Linked DNA regions of Sus scrofa: region 1 is linked to region 2. The links are chromatin contacts, called in public Hi-C maps. All regions are on one chromosome and are shown on one strand. The core of a region is the stretch at or near the end of the contact, and the rest is flanking DNA. Distances in the headings are between cores, read along the strand shown. Region 1 has its middle 62 kb from the start of FOXN3. Region 2 overlaps FOXN3 (forkhead box N3).

Region 1 (6,793 bases), core at 4,255-6,754, 290 kb before region 2:
GTGTCTCCTTCCCCTTTCTGCCCCTCTGAATACAACCTACCCTCCATCCTACCATCCATCGCCCCTCCCCCCTGGATGCTGCCCAAACAGGAAGTGATCTCTTCCTGGGTGAAGTCCAATAGAATGCCTTGTGAGCATCTCATTTGGAGCCCACAGGACTACCTCTTGATGCTCTCTCTTTATAGAAATTGGAGGTGAGTAGCCACAAACCCTGCCTTCTCCTCAGGGTTCTGCCCTTACCACGTTGTGTAGCTAAGGGACACGTCTGATACTGCCTATCTCATTGTGGTTCTGTGAGGAGAAGAGGAGATGGAACCTTAAAATTATTCGAAACTCATCTATGAGAAGTACTATTTAATTATTTATTTCTTAATGCACCTCAGTCTACTCATCTGTAAAATGGACCTATCAATTAGTGGCACCTGGTGAGGCTTAATTTAGTACAGCATATGGGACAGTCCATGGCTTAATAGGAAATCAATATTAATGGTTGTCTATCATCCTCATTGTCAATGTTTTTGGATGGACTGTATGCTCCATTAGCATGGAGGTTGTGCTTTGGAATGTCCTCCTTTTGAAGGATGGAACCTTGCACGGGGCACTCAGTAAACCCTCGCTGGCTAAATTGTGAGTTCCAATCTTGTTGCTGGGTGAAGAACTCCATTCTCTTTTTTTCTCCCTTTTCCCATGACATGAAAATTCCCACGGATCACTCTTGAGCCCGGAAGTTTTAAAATGAATAGAAATCAACTCTCTGACAGCCGTGTTGATGTGGGCTCTAAGCCTAAATTAGTTTGATAGGTGAATCGCTGCAGTCATGCAGATGTCATCATTTAAAAGTGGTCCAAATTCATTCTCTTTTGATACTTCTTCATCAGGATGGAACAGGGGCATGTTTTGAAATGGAACATCCTCTATTAGTTTAATTGAGCGTAGTTTTGACAGAGTCAAGCTTTGTGGAATGCTCTCATAGTAACCCTTTGAAGGCATATGTGAGGGCAGAATTGTTCTACCAAATGGGGGCGCGGGGGGGGGCGCAGAACATTTTTGGTCTGGCTTTCTGTTTCAAATCTGGTGGAGGGTAACATCCCTGCATCAGTTGAGGCTGTTCCTCCTGCACCCTGGAGGTTACACGCAGGGCTGATTTCAGCCAGAAGGCACCTGTCATTTACTGCCGGTGTCTTTTCCAATTGGTCTAGGCACGGGCATGGCGGTTGTTACCTGTTTTATTTTATTTTATTTTTTTCTTTTTCGTCTGCCCTGAGGCATATGAAGTTCCTGGGCCTGGGAATCAGATTTGAGGCACAGTTGTGACCTAAACTGTGGTGACAGTGGATCCTTAACCCACAGGGTCAGGCTGGGGAGCGAACCTGTGCCCCAGTGCTCCCAAGACACTGCCGATCCTCTTGTGCCACAGCAGGAATTCCATTCCATGTTTTAAATAATCTGGACATTTCTGAACTGAGGCTGTATCTGGAGACCATAGGGCAAAGTTATGAAGGGGAGACCTGGTTTCCAATGTCAGCATGTCTAGCGAATGGCTGTGTGACCTTGAGAAAGTCAGTTCTGGCATTCAGAGCCGAATCGGTGTGTATGAAGTGCTTTATCTCAATCGTCCACTTGCAGGATGCCTTCAGTAAGCCGTGTAGCTGGTTTTATTTTTCTCTTGACTATCCTCAGGGGTAACAAAAGGTAAATCACTTGAGAGCAAGTAATATTTGCAGGGTCCTATCATTTGGGGTCCATGATGGTAGGTCATTATAAAGTCATGCGACTCAAACTTGTAAACCAGGGTCACTTCTCAAATCGTGTGACAAGATTCCTAGTGTCCATAAAGCCGTGGCAGTCCCGGGCTAGAGTTTTGCTGCCACACGCTTCTGCTCCAAGACTGAATGGTGTTGGTAACCGGGGGCAGGGCACGGTCCCCGTCTGGAGGCTGTGTGAGAAGTGGTCCTTGTTTTTTCTCCTTATCCCTTCCCTGGTGACTCAAGGGCTGCATGTGGCCACAACTTGGCCCCACCCCTTGTCAGTGTTCCTCACTGGCTTTTGCAAGGGAGACTAGTGTGGCAGCCCCTCACTGTTTTTGGAGAGCCCCTGCTCCCCAAAAGATATATTTGAGCCAATAAAACCACCTCTGTCCCCTCAGCTGCTGGTGCCAGGTCCCAAAGCTAAAGAGAATAATAGCTTTCCCCATTCCTGACACCCTCTACTCAGTGTAGAGGGGAACTTACAAATCTCAGATGAGATTTGTGTGCATAAGTTCTGATACATCGTATAAATAAATGAGTCCTCGGACTGTATTTGCCCTTCTTTTTTTCTTTTTTGGCTACCCCGCGGCATATGGAGTTCCCAGGCTAGGGATCAGATCTGAGCCAGAGCTGCTACCTACATCGAAGCTGCGGCAGCACCAGATTTTTTAAACCCACTGTGCCAGGCTGGGGATCAAGCCTGTGTCCTGGCGCTGCAGCGTTGCCACCAATCCCGTTGTGCCACAGATGGAACTCTGTGTAATTGCACTTTTCTTATTACCTTTTGGTAGCACTGTGCCTTCCTCCAGCGCTGAGAATGTGAGTGAGCGAGACTCTTTAGTGATAAATAGGAAGAAGTATCACGTTAAGGGAGATCTAAACTTATTCATATGTGAGTAGGTTGCAGGGGATGCATTGGAGCATCTCAGCCAGGTAGTAAAAATCAAGTTGCCCCCACCTTGCCCCCTTGTTTCCCCCACTCTCCAGCCGGCTTCCCAGGGCCTGCTGGAGCCACGGTGATGGTCCCTGCCGGCCTGCTTCCTCCCTTGCCCCTGATGTGGCTGGCTGCACTGGACCCCTGGGCTCCAGACCCACGCTTCTCACTCACTGCACAGCTAAAGCTGCTCAGCTTCCCTGAGGGAGGGGCTTGCCCAAGTCCTAGGTTAGATCTTGACCTGAGACTGTGTTTAAGGATCTCCATTCCAGAATCCTTGTTGCCTTGTCCAACCTTGACCTTGAGTCTTAGTTCTTTTTATTGGTTCCCCAAGCTGGTCCCTACTCTGTTGCTGAGCCCAGATCTCCTGTCTTGTTTACCTGGCTGAGCACCCCAGGTGCTAAGAGGCCAGTGCTCAGCCCTGTCCTTTCCACACAGCAGAGCCTGCCTCTCAATACCAGCCCAGCAGAGGGGACTCTGCTCACCTCCACCCACCGGCTGCCTATCAACTTTGAGGCTGGCACTGTTCCTTTCCTGGTTCATGCACCAAGTCAGGGCCCCCTGTCCTCTGACTTCATACTGCCTCTCTCCTGTACTAACTCACTTGTTCTTTGCCCCCTACCCTTTGTATACTGTGGAGATCCTTCCTTGCAGGTTTTAATCATATGCCCCTGGCTAAGATAGATAGATGGATGTTGTCTGGAGAAGTCGAAGCAAGTCTTTAATATCCATCTTTGTTGTTCCATCAGTAAATACATACACATTGCAAATTTTTATGTCTGCAAGTTTCCTCTTTTTAGGGCCACACCTGCAGCATATGGAAGTTCCGAGGCTAGGGGTCGAATTGGAGCTGCAGCGACTGGCCTATACACAGCCACAGCAATGCCAGATCCGAACTGCATCTGCAGGCTGTGCCATAGCTTCTGGTAATGCCAGATCCTTAACCCACTGAGCGAGGCCAGGGACTAAAGTCGCCTCCTCATGGATACCAGTCAGGTTCTTAACCCATTGAGCCGTAATGGGAACTCCTAAGAGGCATTTGAACATAGTAAGCAGACACGAGCAGATCATTAGACTGGAAGATAAGCTACGCAAATGCTAGTCCTGTTTACAAACTTCTGTGAGCTGTTTGGTCAAACCTACTAAGAATCAAAACCTCGGTGTCCTTGGCGGTAAAATGGGAATCATATTTTTATGCCTGTTCCCCAGCTCATTGCAGTTATTGCATTAGATCGTATATGGATGGGCTTAAACAACTACAAAGAACTATACAAAAGACCAGTTTGGATAGCATTTGCTAGAGAGACTGCCTTTTAAGAAAGAGAAAGTGGTAGGAAAATCACCTAAAATGTGAACAGGTCATTAACAGAAAAGGAACTAAATGGCTCTTAAATATATGAGAATGTTACTTACCCTCTCTGCTAATAAGAGAAGGAGAAACTAACACTTTAAGAGATCGTGTTTACCTGTCAGCCTGGTGATGTTCAAATGTTAATACTGCTGTGTATTTGCCAAGGTGGGGAGAGGCAGAGGCTGACATTGCTGAGGGGTGTATAATTTGATACCGTCTCTGGGAAAGACATCTTGGTAATATTAATTGAAAAAGAAAATGCATATATTTGGGGCAAGCTCTTCCATTTCTTGAAGTTTATCCTGCAGATGTGCTTGCACTTGTACCAAATAAGACATCTCTGTATTTACTGATGGGGAATGACCTTGAAGATATGTTAAGGGAAAAAAATGCAAAGTACAGAACAGTTTACAAAAAAACATTTCTTTTGTGTTTTCACAAAGGAAAGAAATGCTAATGTTTGCATAGATTAGATCTGAAAGGATACACCAGATTTAGATCATTGTTTTAGGGGGTTTTCCTTATTTCGTTTGTTTTTTTTCCTCCCAAGCCCTATTTTTGGGGGTAGTATTTGGGTAGTAGTTGATGTTTTTTGTTTGCGTGTTTACTGCCCAAGAGTGGAAGGAATTAGGTGGCTGGTGACAGGTGATAAGATTATTTGCTTTTATCCTTTTGAACCTTTTGAATTTTGTCCATATGCAGCTGTTACCATTAAAGAAAAAATTGAGACAAACGTAAACAAAAAATCAAAGTGAACAGCAACCAAACATATGGACAGAGCCTCAAATCTCATACTTTCTTCTTGCTAAAATAAAGTAAAATGGATTGAAAGAAAGTCACTTAAGAGGAATTACTCAAGTTTTATTTTTTCGTTCTGCCTTTTATCATGCTTGAGTTTCGTATGGCTCTTGGTTTGTTACAGTAAAGGCTAGGGTACTTTCCTTTTCCCGTTTGGAAAACTGATTGACGCTGGCTCCTTACAACTGCAAAAAGAGATTTTAGCTCCACGATTCTAATGAACCAAACGGTCATGTCTGTGCTTCCCCCTTGATCTGCCAGTCTTTATTTCTGAGATCTGAGCAACCCTTGAAAAGTTGGGAGCATCAAACCTCACCTAGATAACTCATTTTCCCTGACTTCCCGATGAATGATGGAGGTGCCTGGAAAGGACCCTGGGGACCTGCCACCCGGGGACTTCATCTCTGGGGTAATTAGGTAGCTCTTCAGGGGCCGTGGATCCTAACTGGGTATTGAGCATTTTGCTCAGTGACTCAAGTTCCACCTTCTTGCTTTATTAGAAATGACAAGTTGTGTATTTGGCGATGGTACCTCCTGAATTTCGCTTTCTTTATTTCACTCATTTTTCCACCTGTGTATTGTTTAAGCAAGAGGCTCCTTTAACTGGGCTTATCTTTTAACTCGATTAATCCGCAAGCACTACTTTACAGAGTTCTTCCTGACCAAACTGTCCCCTTTGTGTAAATATGGGAGCCGTGTGGCCTCTTTGCTCTGAAGGGGACATGGAGCCTCATGGACCAGGCAGGATCTCTTGAAGATTTTCAGATGAAGAGGCTCTCGTGTCGCGTTCTCATTGGGAACACGCGGCAAATGGGGTGTTCGAATCAGCCCCTTCACGACGACTTACCACCCCTTCCATTAGGAGACTTCAGCACAGCCCCCCTGGAGACCCGTGCAGGCCCCAGTAAAGACCTTGTTTGTATTGTGTATGTGACCCCTTTGGAGTCAAAGACTATCTTCAGCTAAAGGTCGTGTTTACATTTCCATTGTGAGCTAAAGTCTCTTGCTCGTTGGAATGGGGTTCAGCTCGTTTATACATTATTCATATCTGTGAGTCCGAGATGATGTGGGTGGTTGTGACCCCGTGTGTGAACGGCATGCTTGTGTTTGCTGGTGGGGACTTGAGGTTAGCTAATATCTTCACAGAACCTTTCCAGCAATCCCTACCGCCTCACTTAAGCAAACAAATAGTTATATCCTTTGCAAAACAACGGAGCACACAATTCTGAGTGATTTTTCAGATGCTCTTCACAATGATTGGCCCAAGGCCTATCCTAACATCATGTACGACGGGAGCAGCTCTGAGTTCTTTGAAGAAGAAAGATACATCTCAAGGCAACAGATTTCCTTCTGTTTTCCTTCAAGTCTTTGGCTCCAGTTCAGTAATTAGTTTGATGTAGCTTCTCAAACCATGAACACGATGGCATGTAGCATTGCTACCTTTTCTTAGGTGACTATTTTGAGGTTCCCAGAATCTCTGGAGTCCCAGCTTTTTGGGATCTTGCAAAAGGACGTCTGCCATGGCATGAGATGAAAGCCAAAGAGCTCCGGCAAGAGAAGGTTCGATGTCCAAGAGCATTGGATGAGGCCCCGGTGACTGTACCCTAAGATAGTAGATATCTGGCAGAATGGAAAGAGAAAATGTTGGGGTTGGAGGAATGGGGCCTTTGTTCTACAAGCATGCGTTGAGTACTTGCTATGTACTCAACACTGTGGTGGCTGGGTGCACAATGTGCCAGGATGGAGTGGTCAACCAGATAGGTGGAACCCACCACAAGGAATAAACGCTAATTTGGATGCTCTAGAGAGTTGTATCGAGGCAGCAGTGGGCACGAAGCTCCCCCTCACCCTGCTGTGGGAGATGTTATCACACCTTGGATTCCTACTGGAGAAGCAGCACTGCAGGGAGCTGGGGGTGCCCTTTTTTCGCGGTGGGTGGGTGGGGTGAGACTGGTTCAGAGA
Region 2 (7,155 bases), core at 644-3,143:
GCTTTCCTCACCAGTGCTCACCTGGCCAGCCCTCGAAAATAAACATCTTTTCCCCACACAACCACGAGAACCATAATGTCTCCCCACTGACAGTTTTCCTTCCACTTCTCCGAAAGTGGGCTGTGGTCATCCCCCCATTCATTGGTGCCCTTGAGTTTAGACTTCAAAATCTGCCTGCCCGTCTAGCGGTGTGAGTTGAATTGCACCCCCCACAGCATATGTTGAAGTCCTTACCCCGCTTCCATCCTCCCCCTGCCCCAGTTACCTGGGAATGTGACCTTATGGGGAAACAGGGTCTTTACAGATGGAGTCAGTTTGCATCTTGTCATCAAGATGAGGCTGTGAGGATGGGCCCTGATCCACTGTGCCTGGTGTCCTTATTAAAAAAGGGAAATTTAGGCCCAGACGCACCTGGGAAGAACTCCATGATTTGGCTCTCTAGCCCCAGAACTCTAAGACAATCCATTCCTGTTATCTTAAGCTACCCAGTTTGTGGTTCTTGGTTAGGGCAGCCCTAGAAACTAACACGCCTGGTTTATACCCAACACTGCTCTGGGGGAATTGGACTACGATTCTACCCAGACGGCCTCAGGTTGTCGGGAAAGTTCACGTGTGCCTGTTGAGGTCACATCAGTGGCTAATAGATGCTCTTTGCTGGGGGTATCTGATCACCAGAGGGGGTCCTCGGTTTTCTGGCTGACAGGCTGAGGTCGCTGGGATCCTCCTGGAGGACAGTGAGGTGGTGCCAGAGGGTGAAGTAAGCAGGCAGAGCCAATGGTGATGTGGTTCCCATTAAACACTTGGGGTAGACAGGAAACCAAGGGTTTGAGGGCAAAAGACTTGGGTGGACATTTATTCCAGCTCTTCCTCCTGCCAGATGATCAGCTGCCCTGGGAAGTGTCCTGTGACCCATCCAAGGCCACTCTGCTACTAAGAGTCAGGACTTGAATTCGGACTTCAAATCTCACACCCCCACACCTAAGATTTCTGAAGGAACTCTAGAATCTGTGGTTTTGACTTTGGAACGTTTGGGGTGGGCCAAGAATTTTAACTTGATATGACTGACTCTTCTTTATTTACTGGGGCAGGGGAAAGGGATTTTTTTTTTTTTAAAGAATTGAAAAAGGGGAACCCGTTGACCTTCAGCAAAGGGATTTGAAAGACTAAGTTTATGCAACTTTAAAATAGAAGTCCCAAGGGTATTTAGTTTTACTCTGTTATTGGAAAAAAAAAAAAAATCCACCCAGCCTCAAATGGATGGAAAGTTCCAGTTCATGTGTTGCAGGGGGTAGAATTTATAAAACCGGCAGCTATTATATGACTTCAGACACCACCAAGTTGCACTTTTAGCCTTGTCCGCAGTTTCCTGTCCTTTTGAAGGTCGAAATAGAGCCACTAATGTTGTTTCGGTGAATTTCATCTTTTCAAGACTTGGTTTAAATCACGAGTGCAGAACGCCGGGTAGATTCATGACAGCAGCATCTTGGTAGCTTTGAATCAACCTCTCTCCTAAAGGTTCCAAGCAATGTCACCTACAGGGTACGTTGCGTGCGTGTCCTTTGTGCTGAGCGGCCTGGAACGTCATCTCTCTCAGGAAGACGTAAAGGAGGAAGAGAGAGCAATCGGTTTGCTTGGCAGCACACTTTGAAAGGAAGAGGGGTTTATTATTGTTATTTTGGTTGTTACTTTTATTGTTTCTTGGGCTCCGCCAACAAAGAAGTGCTGTGTGGCTCTCGAAAGTCTCTCCGCGCAAATGCTCCTGTCACAGATGATCAGCGTCCTGCCATTTCGAAATCCAGAAGTGGCCTTAGCAGCCCTTACGAAGTGATCATTGCCGTGCCTGGCGCTGGAGACCAGCCTCACGGAGGAATGGATGCACTCGTCTCACGTCCCCCTGTATGTCTTGCACGTGCTGGTGCGCTGTCACTTTAACAAACCGTCACCCTGAAATGGGGTTGCTTCATCCAGTGCCGTGGAAAAAACAAGGTTAGAGGAGCAGAGATTTTTGTTGGTGGTGAGTAAATGGGATTAGTTAAACCAATATTGAAAGATGGTTTGCACAACTCTCGACGGCTCATGTTACTTCCAAAAAGATGTGTTCTTTCAGCCCTCGTTGGCACAGACACAGTTAACGTTGCATCAGGACCTTTGTTATATAATCCTTCCCGGTTATATAATTAAGGGCCCTGTTTTTTCTTGCCCTGGTTCGCATCGATTAAAACAGCAAAAGAAGATCGCAACAGCTCAGTTTCCTGTAAGAGCCGAGGCGGTAATTTTATTGATGAGAGCACATGGGATCTATTGGTTGTCGGTAATACCGTGTGCAGCATGAGCTATGTGAATATGAACCGCTTGTGTATGAAGAATTTAAAATGGGATTCAGACACATGCAGCTCCCTACAGATGAGCAATTTGAAAGAAGAGACTTTCAGATTCTGGCTTCTTTTGAACCTTCGGGCCTCAGCCCATATCTCTAGCTGGTCAGAAGCAGGAAGCAATCTTAGCTGTGGAAAAGACCTGGATATGGAAAAGTACAATACGGTAGGGACTTTCATGGCTGCCATGAGGTGGCCCCTGTGACTTTTCCCAGACCTCGCCCAGGTACAATTAGGAAAGATTATAACCTGAGGGCAGGTAGGATTCTTGAGACGTCAGTCCACACTTTCCTGAAACACTGGGCTTACCTGTCTCCAGAGTAACTGCTACCACCTGCTTTTATCTTGACCCCCCCCACACACCAGTTATTTCTAATATGAGCTCAGTCGCCATGATTGGTGGCCCCCAGGCCAACTGATTTGAGCAGACCTGGGAACCAGTTACCCTGCGGTTGCTCTGCTCCCACCCACCAGTCTTGGAAGAAGGCAGAACAGACATTTCTCTCCTGTGTCCCAGCTCGGATGCACTATTAGGGAGACAACACGGACCCAGAAAACAGGACCTTGTGGGCAGCCATGCTCTTGCTTGACCTCTCTTTGACTGCAGATGCGAGGCTTCTGTGTCTGCCCCTTCCAGAGCCCGGGACCCCACGTGTCTGCTGGAACCTTCTAACAGCTGTTGTCCCCAGAGTGGAGCTCACGTCTTGCTCTTAAAAAACTCCAGTCAGTGGAACCACAGGGGCACGCACACCTTTCACCCTGCCGGCCACATTGGATCAGATCCCCACTTTGTCCCTTCCCGACCCACTGGGACCTGGACCCAGTGCACTCTTTTTGGGGAGTCCTGCCCGTGGCATGCAGAAGTTCCTGAGCCAGGAATCAAACCTGCGCCCCTGCAGTGACCTGAGCCACAGCAGTGACAACACCAGGTCATTAACCTACTGGGCCACCAGGGAACGCCTCCCACTCTTTTGTATTCTCAGCCACCCTCCAGCTCAGACTCCTTCGCTACTGCCACCAGCTCCCCCCACCCACCCCCCGAGGCCTGGACTGCTCTCCACTCCCAGAATTCATTGTGGCCAGAAGCCACGCTCACATCCTTCTGCAAAAGAGTAATATTTTGCTTCAGATACTTCCTACGAAGCAAGTACTAACACCGAATGGGGCTGTGGGTGATTTCAGTTTTCTTCTTTATACCCTTCATTCTTTAAGTCAGATTTTCTAGGGTGAACATGTACTGTTTGCTTAATTGGGCAAGAAAAAAACATATATTGTAAAATAGCAGTGGGGGAGGTAGCAAATTAAAAGCAGGTAGTCTTTGTTTGTTTGTTTGTTTAGCAGACTAGCAGCAACAAGAAAATCATCCCGACGTAAAGCAATGAAAACTATTAGGCAGCCTGGCGCCGCCTCCTCAAGTAATAAATGGCCTTTCACAGGTGAGATGAGGCGGGATGCTGTCATTACCATCAACCTCAAGTCCTGATATTTTTGCAGAGCTGCTGGGCATGTGCTCCTCCAAGAGGCACCATGGGAATTTATTACCGGGACACTGGGAGGCTCCAATGAGAAAACAGATGTGAAAGTACTTTATAAATGGAAGCTATTATTTTCAACAAAAGGCAGAGAACTTTCATTTGCACTGGGAGACAAGGCCCAACGGTGTAAGGATGTCGGACCCATTTAACATAGGGGACGACATGGCCATTACCATCCAAGAACTTAGGTTCATCTATTTATTTTATAAATATTTACCGGGGGCCTGGCACAGTTCTTGGTGCTTGGGATTCATCAGTGAAGAAAAGGGACACCAGTCCTTGCCTGTGGAGCCTTGCGAGGGAGACAGAATGGGAAACAGTCCATCTAATAAATCAAAAAAGAAGTGGTCATCCGAATGACGGCAGTAGCTGACACTTCAGGGGAGCTTGCTCTGTGCCAGGCATGGGTCTCAGCCATATATCATATATCGAACCCCACATAGTCTATGAGGTAGATACTGTGACCAATCCCCTGGGGAGAAAGTGACTCTCCCAGAGGTGAAGTGATTGGCCCAAAGTCGCACAGCTGGTCATGCTGCAGCCGCAATCGAGTCTCAGGCAGCCAGGCCTTCATCACAGAGGGAGGGAGCAGGAGATGAGCAGGTGGGGAAAGAAACAGAGCAGGGTTAGGGGCCATCATTTCCGAGTGCCCCATGCCTGGCATTGTGTTGGTCCCCCTGCGTACAGAAACGCAAGGGGCATTATCCCTGCCTTAGAGGGGTTCACGGGCTCCTGGGGAAGATAAAGGATATGCAGGCTCTCGTGAGCTACATGTTAATGTGGTGGGATGTCCCTCCCTCCTTGGTTGCCTAGGACAGCAGAGGTACCACAATGGAAAGGCATGGGTTTCCTTGATACTCGTGGTTTGGACTCGCAGTTTCACAGCATCAGCTGCCTTACTTTGCCCCAAGACTCTCTCACTGCAGAGCTTCTGGCAGGAGGGGCCAGTCAAGCTACTAGCTACCTTGGTGAGACTCCAGGCCCCAAAGCCAAGGGCCTTGGCCTTCCGGAGCCGATCCTTCCCATATGCACCAGGAGGGCCAGTTGAGTTCTGGTCCTGCATCCCATCCCTGGCAGAGCAGATGGGCCAGGGAGACCTCACGCCCACTGAAGACAAGGCCTTGCAAGTCAATTTCCTCCTAGTGAGGGGTCTTCGCATTTGGCTCCTGCCCAAGTGCAGCCTGTTTGTCCCCACAGCCCGTCTTCCATCTCCAGCCTGAGGGGGATTACAGTGTGCACCTGGGCAAGGATGGACCCCACTGTCCTTCTTTATACCACTTAGGTGACCCCGCAGCCCCCGGGATAGAAGAGGGTTTTGTCTGCTGAGCGCGTGTAGTCCCACAGTCAGAGCCAAAGAATCACAAACATATGCTGGTGCCGCAGGAGTCTTGTTTGGGTTGGGAGCATGTTTGTTTCTCTACTTCTTTTATCTCACGAAGTCCTTGACGGAGTCTGAATTGGCTTTGCCCTTGCACAGGGTTCATGAGGTGAGCACTGTTGTGGGTCACGTTCCAAAGGACACGTCACAGCATCGGTTTTCACTTTTGCATAGCAAGTTACCGCTAACAGCATCTTCAAACAGCACATATGGTTATCACCTCACAATCACCCTGGGTCGGGAGTCCAGGCCCCACTTGACGTGTCCAGGGTCGCACCAGGCAGCCAGCAAGTGTCCCAGGGCTGTGGTCCCTTCTGGAGTTGGGTCCTTCTTCAGGCTCATACAGTTGCTGCCAGAATCCAGATCCTTGCCAGCCAGATCCTTGCTGGCTGTCTGGTAGAGTCCTCTCAGCAGATAGAGACCTGCACAGTCCCCGCCACGTGGCCCCCTCCCAGACCCTCACAATCGGGTTGCGACCTCATGGTCAGCAAGAGAACCTCTGACTCCGGTCTGCTCCAGCACAGTCCTATAGGATGGAATGTGACCTGGGGAGTGACTGCCCCACCCATCGCCTTTGCCAGATTTTATGACTAGAAGCCAGGAATACCTGCATCTGTACTCAGACGGAGGGAGATTACACAAGGTCAGGACCCCCTGGGGTCTTTGTCTGCCACCATCACCTCCTAAAATCTCAGAAGAACCACTGTTCTGGAATCTTTGAAAAACGACACCGTTGGTATCCTACAAACACATCCTTGGTTCCCTGAATAGTCCTATCACGTGCAGGGGGAGAAACCCCACATGACCGAATGGGGAAAACTGATCAGTCTGATTTTATCTAGATGGAGTCAGCGCCGTGAAGGGAGGCTGACCGGTGAAATATTGCACAAGAGCGCACTCAGTGTAGACTGCGAGGAGGATCCACGACAAACACCACCTTACAGAGTGTGTCAATATTGTGGCCACCGTCGCTCTAGTTTTTGAGACAGAAAGATTCTGGGTCGGACAAATGAGAGGCTGCCAGACCCCCAAACAGCTTCAAACACCTCATGTCTGGATGCTGCCTCTTGACCGAGGTCATTCTTGTTTTGCTTGAAGCCTCATTTGGGGTTTTAAGAATGTGCGACATTGAATGTGAGTTTGTCTGTGGTGGAATTTAATGGGATATTCCCAAAGTAGCTCCTCCTTCTGGCTCTCACTTAACGAGTTCGTGTCCCAGGACGGCCCTAGCAAAGCACCACCAAGTAGCTGCCTCACCCAGCAGACGCTGGTGCTCGGAGTTCTGGAGGCAGGAAGTCTGAGACCAGGGTGCTGGCCGGGCCGAGCTCCCTCTGAAGGCAGGAGGCAAGAGGGATGCCCTCCTGGCTGCTCTCCCAGGTTCTGGAACTTCTTCGCCTGTGGGGCATTGCACCCCACTTCACGTGGCATTTCCCTTGTGCTTCTGCTGTGTGTGTCCAGATATCCCTTTTGTATAAGGACCTCGGTCATAGTGGATTAGGGACCCATCCTACTCCAACATGACCTCATCTTAACTAATTGTATCTGCAGCAACCCTATTTCCAAATAAGATTTGGTTGTAAGATGCTGGGTGGGGCATCAATGTACTAATGAATTGGGGAGTCGGATGGGGGAAGCAGACCCAATTCAACGTCACACTTAATGGAAAATAATTTCGAATTCCTAATAGTCACGTTCTTCTAGCAAGTAAGTAAAGGTCCCCCCGGGGGACCTGTGGTCAGAGACCATTAGCTTTCCCCTTTCTCTTCCCTCTCATTTGGGGATTTACCGTTTTGTCACAAGCATGGCATCCTTGCCTTTTGGACTTAATTTTAGAAGTAAAACAAGCTTTCATTCATCATCTAAAATT

Evidence for each region. A called contact is a pair of places that touch in the nucleus more often than the background predicts.
Region 1: a Hi-C map of fetal liver shows a contact between it and region 2, with 1.4 times the contacts expected there. The contact joins two enhancer-like sites. A contact is called at or near these places in 2 of 47 Hi-C or Micro-C datasets (fetal liver and heart right ventricle).

The regions. Positions count from the first base shown.
Region 1 is chr7:111,399,697-111,406,489 of Sscrofa11.1, reverse strand. It overlaps a transcript of FOXN3 not described here. Among named protein-coding and RNA genes, the nearest start is that of FOXN3, 62 kb to the right of the region's middle. Within about 2 kb of position 5,504, at least 3 of the 83 cell types and tissues checked have an H3K27ac peak or open chromatin away from gene starts, as enhancers often do. A contact at or near this core is called in fetal liver, where this site is marked.
Region 2 is chr7:111,110,144-111,117,298 of Sscrofa11.1, reverse strand. The region is part of intron 4 of FOXN3 (forkhead box N3); the gene reads left to right. Among named protein-coding and RNA genes, the nearest start is that of FOXN3, 230 kb to the left of the region's middle. Within about 2 kb of position 1,893, at least 10 of the 83 cell types and tissues checked have an H3K27ac peak or open chromatin away from gene starts, as enhancers often do. A contact at or near this core is called in fetal liver, where this site is marked.